2 separate regions of the Mus musculus genome follow, and region 2 is linked to region 1. The links are chromatin contacts, called in public capture Hi-C maps. All regions are on one chromosome and are shown on one strand. Each heading gives the region's core, a stretch centred on a gene start, on an enhancer-like site or on the middle of the called end of the contact. The rest is flanking DNA. Distances are from core to core; before and after follow the strand shown.

What was found. Capture Hi-C pulls out chosen DNA fragments and counts their contacts.
Region 2: a contact with region 1 is called in a capture Hi-C map of embryonic stem cells, with 2.9 times the contacts expected there. The contact joins two enhancer-like sites. A contact is called at or near these places in 1 of 484 Hi-C or Micro-C datasets (cranial neural crest), 3 of 115 datasets of contacts at active chromatin or transcription factors (CD4 single positive thymocytes, differentiating embryonic stem cells and embryonic stem cells) and 1 of 9 other capture datasets (embryonic stem cells).

What each region holds. Positions count from the first base shown.
Region 1 is chr7:82,721,465-82,724,565 of GRCm38.p6, forward strand. The region is part of intron 15 of Efl1 (elongation factor like GTPase 1); the gene reads left to right. Among named protein-coding and RNA genes, the nearest start is that of 4933406J10Rik, 33 kb to the right of the region's middle. Within about 2 kb of position 1,442, at least 23 of the 459 cell types and tissues checked have an H3K27ac peak or open chromatin away from gene starts, as enhancers often do.
Region 2 is chr7:83,059,006-83,062,050 of GRCm38.p6, forward strand. No RefSeq gene overlaps it. Among named protein-coding and RNA genes, the nearest start is that of Gm36817, 23 kb to the left of the region's middle. Within about 2 kb of position 1,501, at least 43 of the 459 cell types and tissues checked have an H3K27ac peak or open chromatin away from gene starts, as enhancers often do.

The DNA of each region.
Region 1 (3,101 bases), core at 192-2,691:
TCCAAGCCTTTCCAGTGTTAAATGGACATAGAAAATATAATATATACATCTAATACATACATACAACATATTATACATATGTACTATGTATGTATATGTGAGAATAATGTATGCATACATGTAAAATAGATAGGCCTACTGATACTGTTGCTTATGCTACTGAAAATGTGAAGGGAAACACTGTTTGGAACAAGAGTAAAAGTCTCCTGGTTCTGCTTGACAACTCTTTAGTATTTATACCATTCAGTGGTACAAGATCATCTGATAAGTGGCAAAGAATCTACAGATTCTTATAAGAAATGTAAAGCCTTCCCTCCTTTTTTGGTGGGATATAAAAACTTGCACAGTTGTATAGCACCAGTCACAAACTCCTCACCACTCATAAAACTAGCACAGACAGTTAAAGTTCAGAAGAGAGCCAACTTCATCAGCTAAAGCAAGGAGGCTCATGTAAACCAGACTGGTGTGAAGTGAAAGAAGGCTTGGGGAGAGATTATTCAGTCAGTGTAGGAGGACATTGCATCCATCAGAATCACAGTGGATAGCTGAGGATCAAGAAGAGAGCCAGCTACTGGGCCGCAGTCACTGTGCCCACTCTCCTCTGCTGGCATCCTTCATATGATGGATGAAGTAAGAAACTTGCACCGTGCTCTGAGACCAGCAACGCTTGCTGCCTACAAAAAGCTTCAAAGGACATGATTGTTCTATTCAGAGTTCAAGGACTTTAAACAGCAAAGATCAAGAAATTAACCTTCAGGCTGAGATTTTAGAGAAGGAGACTCAGAATCCTCCTTCGGAGCTGCTCCCTAGCTGAGATTATAGTCACAGCCTCGTAAGGCACTTCTCTCATGAAGATGTGATTCCCACAGGACTGTAATGGAGCTGACAAGTTGCTCATCCTACAGATATGGTAGCCATCACAATTCAAGTACAACCCAGCTCTCACGGGTGTGGTAATGCTAGTATGGAGCCCAGTGTGCTTATAAGCGCACTCTGTTGTCTGCATTCTTGAAGAGAAGTGGCTTACGCCAGTCCTGTACTCATAATCTTCATGTTAGCATGTACACCTCCCTAGTTAGAAGCAAGCTATGGAACAATGTGCAGTGTTGTGACACTTCTGTGTCCTCAGGCTTGTGTCCTCTCAGCCCTGTCAGGAGGTCTCTAAGTTCCCTCTGAGGTGATAACAGACCCTTCCCCCCGCCCCCCATGTGGTACACTTCTCAGTACGTGTTACCGAGAAATGATATGGCTGCCCAGCACCGTGAAGCATTCAGGAGACCACTGAAGAGAGCTTGTCTCCGCCATGAGACAGGAGGCAAGGACTGTAAAGATTGTAGATCAGAAACGGATGCCAAAATGGGAGAAAAACCAAGCCACAGACTGCAGCCCTCAAATAGCTGGAGCCACAAGCTCAGCTCTGGAAAATCTGATTGGCCCTGTAGGACAAAACAGGGGGAGCTGTCAGTTCTCAAGAGCCAGTTGTTAAGTTTCACAAATTTTGCCAGCCAGTTGTTAAACTTGGCTATTTTTAAAGACTAAATTATGCACATTTATTTAATTTTTTTCCCCCAGAAACACAGTCTGTCTCAGGCCCAGGCTGGCCTAAACTTAGACAAGTGTAACTTCCTCAGCCTTCTGAGTGCTGAGATTACTGTAAAATTATATTAAAGTCATTACATTGTATTAAAAACAAAGGCATTAAATACCTAACTAGATCAGACATAGGTGGCTGCTTCTGACTGTAGCAAAACTCCATGACACAAGAGCACACGGAATCTGGAAGCAATTTGCTTGGTGAGAGGGGTTTCAGCCCTGGGTATTTGTTGTGCCCTCCTTGCACAGTGAACGCACGCACACCCCTGTGCTTGCACAATGTGCATGAGGAGACAGCAGAGCTGGGCTTTCCTAGAGTCGAGTACTTTGTGCTAAAACATGATGGTGGTGTTTCAATGACCTTTCCCCTGTTGCCCTTTGACCTCTGACCCTTTGTTTTTTAGCTGGCTGTTAGTTAAAAGTAGGAAGGAGAGAGCCTAGAGGAATTTTTAAGTGGGAAATAAGTAAGAATTGCACATAACAAAGCTTCCAGATACAGATGTGCTCCAGAACTGTGAGGGGGAGCCTGTGCATTGCTACTGAGGCAGATAGGAACTGTTTCCCTTGGAAATGAAAGTACAGCTGCCCTCTAAAAAAGAAAAACCGTGAAGGCTGAAGTTCCAACTACAAAATACACTGGAACTAACACACAGCAGATGTGTTGAAGGTGAGTGTTTTTCTTGAAGACAGCATCTCACTGTGTAGCTCTGACTGATCCGGAACTCACTCTATAGACTAGGCCACACTAGATGGAACTCAGTGTACCGTCATACCCAACATGGCCTGTATTCTTTTACTGTTCTCATTTACTGATAAAAAGCTTCTTTTTTTTTTTAATGTGTGTTGAAGATACTCAGCTTTTATTAAGTACTTTGAATTACTTTTTCAGTTTTCTACTCATATTCTTGTGTATTGTAGCTTTTGCCAGAGAGGTTAAAAAAAGAAGAAGAACAATTAATGGATAGACCTAGAGCTAGAGCTGTATGATAGAGCCTTGTCTAGGATGCATAGGAAAGGAGAGAGTGAGAGGAGACAGGGAAAGGCAAGAAAGAAAGGCCCTCCCCTCCCCTCCCCTTCCCTCCCCTCCTCTAGAGAACCATAACTCGCACTGTGAACAGCTCCAGATATATTGCTACTGCTCAGCCTGCCCGAGTGCTTATCTTCATTTATTGTATGAAGTCTAGGTCCATATTTTTTTCTGAAAATGCACTCTAACCAATGATTGGGAAATGGGCACCACTTGTGGCATTGCTGTGAACTGTGTCCTCTAAGGAAGTAAATACCTGCTGTGAGTTCACACATACAGCAAATTCCTCAAGACACAGCCCACCAGAGTGGACATGACAGGCAGATTCCATTTGCTTCCTCATTACCCAGTCTGGGAAAAGAAACTCTCCTTATTTATTAGTTGAACAATAAAGTTCTTATTCATTCCATTCTCTAAGTTCTTTTCTCTAAATGTTGAGGTAAGAAACTGGCAGACTGTTCCTTTCTGAGAACACATGGTT
Region 2 (3,045 bases), core at 251-2,750, 340 kb after region 1:
TTAGCATTGTTGTAAGATGGCAGGAGAATCTTCTTAGAAATCGTATCAGGGATAGGCACTGAGTCAGGTCTTGAAGCTTTTGATATTCCAGGCCCTCACTGAATCATCTAACTCAAGGATTAATCATTTTTTACATAGGTGTAAAGGACATTTGAAATGTAGCATAATGAAGAAATGGCTAAAACATCATGGTACCTTTAATCAGTTGAATATTATGACCCATAAAGCAACATGAAAATGTTGTAAAACTTCTGGTGCATGTTCAATGCAACAAATGACAATAATATCATAGACTCATTATTTTGCACAATTGACTTATGCTAATAAAAAGTGGCGGTATTGATGAGCAAGCATTGAGGGGTGCTTCATGACTATGTGTGTTGGTGAAATTTTTACTTTTTAATCTTTTGGTCAACTTGACACAAACTAGAGGACTCTGGAAAGAGGAAATCTCAATTGAGAAAATGTTTCTGTAAGACTGAGATTGGCCTCTCGGCAAGTATCTGTGGCTTTATCTTGATTAATGATGGATGTGGGAGGGCCCTCGACATCGTGGATAATACTGGGTAAGTAGCTCTAGATTTAAGAAAGCAGGCTTTGCAAATTTTGGGAGCAAGTCAATAAGCAATGGTCTTCCATTCAATTCATCCTCCAATCCCTTTCTCCAGGTTCCTGCCATGAGTTTCTGCCCTGACTTCCCTACATCATGAACTATACATTGTAAGCTGAAATACCTACCCCTCCACAAATTGTTTTTGGTCACAGTGTTTATCACAACAATAGGAATGTAATTAGGACAAATATGTAAACAAATGTAGCATGCTACCAACTGGTGTGCGTCTAAGCATCCTTATACTATTCTGTGATGATCTTGTAGTAGATTCACAGCAACCATCCAGCCAGTGCCTTCCTTCCCAGTTTATGTATGGCCCAGAAAATGGAAACTCAGATAAATTAAGAGACTTGTTTACGCTGGGAGTGGTGGCACATGCCTAAAGGATTAAAATCCTAGCACTCAGGAGACAGAGGCAGGCAGATTTCTGAGTTCGAGGGCAGCCTGGTCTACAAAGTGAGTTCTGGAACAGCCAGGGCTATACAGAGAAACCCTGTCTCAAAAACAAAAAAACAAAAACAAAAACAAAAAAACAAAACAAACAATTAAACAAACAAAAAAGAAACTTGTTCACAGTACCAAGGAGAGACTGGAGCTGGGATTTGATCCGAAGTCTCTCTGATTTGAAGCTCCAGCTTCTACAGTTTCTGACAAATGAACTGAGGCCTGCCAGATCAGACCCAGATACTGTCTTTGCTGAGGTGTCAGCCATTAAACTGGCAGGCTGGATGAATACCTTGAGGCTTGCTACATCATGAAGCACTTTCCTGAGGCCTCAGTTTGCAAATAAGAAATTTTCCTTGGAGTCTCTCCAAAGAGGAAGAGATGGGGTGAGGAGTGGGAGTAGGGGTGTGGAATGAGGGGTGGGGCATTACTTCCAGGCCCACAGCGGGAACAAATCGCTGCTCTTTGCAAAGCCCTTGACATTCAAGGATCCCTCTAGGAAGGAACAGGGTCATGCTTTGACACTTTTATCAAGGACCCTGCTCCTTCTATTTCTTCCCCTTCCCCTCCCCCTTCTTCCTCTTTCCTTTCGCCTTCTTCTTCCTCTTCCTCCCTCCTCCTCCTGCTCCTCCTCCTCCTCTTCTCATCTACATGTGGATGTAATGAAAGTCTGCTGGGCACTTGAGAAAAGGAGACACTGGAGTGGTGTAAGTAAGCTGTTACTGCCTCTCTTCCCAGCAAGCATGAGCTGAATAAAACATGTAGTCAATAAAACCCAGCAAAACAATGAAACGAAGCCCTTTGGTGCTCTTGTATTGGGTGTTAGGCAACCCAGAAACCTGTGGTCATAAAAAGGGGAATGAGGGGAAACTTTACACTCATAGGAACAAAGACAGCTCCGCAGAAGGTTGAAAAGAACACTAGCCTAGCTCAAGTCTTATCCTTGGGCACCTGGAAGCAGTTAGGTTTGAAAGCTGTGCAGACCTCAGGCCGGCTGCTCCCAGCTCTCCCAGGGATCTCGTTAGGGGTAGGCAGTGCAACGTGCTTTTCATTAGGAAACCCATTGATCCTACCCACAAAGATACATTTTTTTTCTTTTTTTTCCCCAATGGTAAATTTATAAGCTTTGAGCACAAAGATCATTTACAGTCTCCTCCTACCCCTTCTTTGCAGGGGATGGGGGTGGGGTGTAGAAAATTTGGAGCTGCCCTGGGTGCCAGCTGCCCTAGGTGACAATTCAAGAAAGTCGTCCCTTGACTGGCTGAACACTGCAAAGCAAACTTCAACACTTTCCTATTTCTGGTGAAGACTGGAAGGAAACGGGGAAGTTTTTCATCCTTGGTGCCTTGTTAGGACTTGGTATAAAGTAGGCCAGTGCAATTTGTCTATTTTGGGTTTCAGAAACATTTGTTCTTCCCACAAGAGGTATTTTAAATACCTTCAGACCACGACTGCAACCCTAAACAATTCATTAAAATAGGCTCTTTGGAGCCTAATTTTAAAACAAAAAGTTGTTGATGATAATGATCATGAATGAGCCAGGCAAGCGCAGCTGTCCAGTCCTCGGGCTTCAGAACTACTCAGAAAAGTAACAACATGATTGTCCGTAGTTGTGTCGTCCAGCCTCCATCTCCCCCAGAAGGCATCCACTGTAATAGAAGAGAATCAGATTGAGAGAAAGAAAGAAAATAATCTTGGCTAAATTGCAAACACTGAGTCACCAGGGAGGAAGGGCTGTTCTGAGCCAAATCTGCTGTATTTTCCCTTGGATTTGTCTCCTAGCCCAGGCCTAACTGTAATCATATCTAAGCACTACAGTAAATGTGCAAGGCCATTGGTAAGCCTCAAAACTGCTGGTTTAGTAAAAACTGCAAGACATTGGCCATGAACAGTCACAAGAATGGAGAACCAATGGCGAGACCATTCTTCCTCAGGCAGTCCTATTTGCTGAATGAGTTCCTGGGGTCATGCAACAGATACTGACTGAT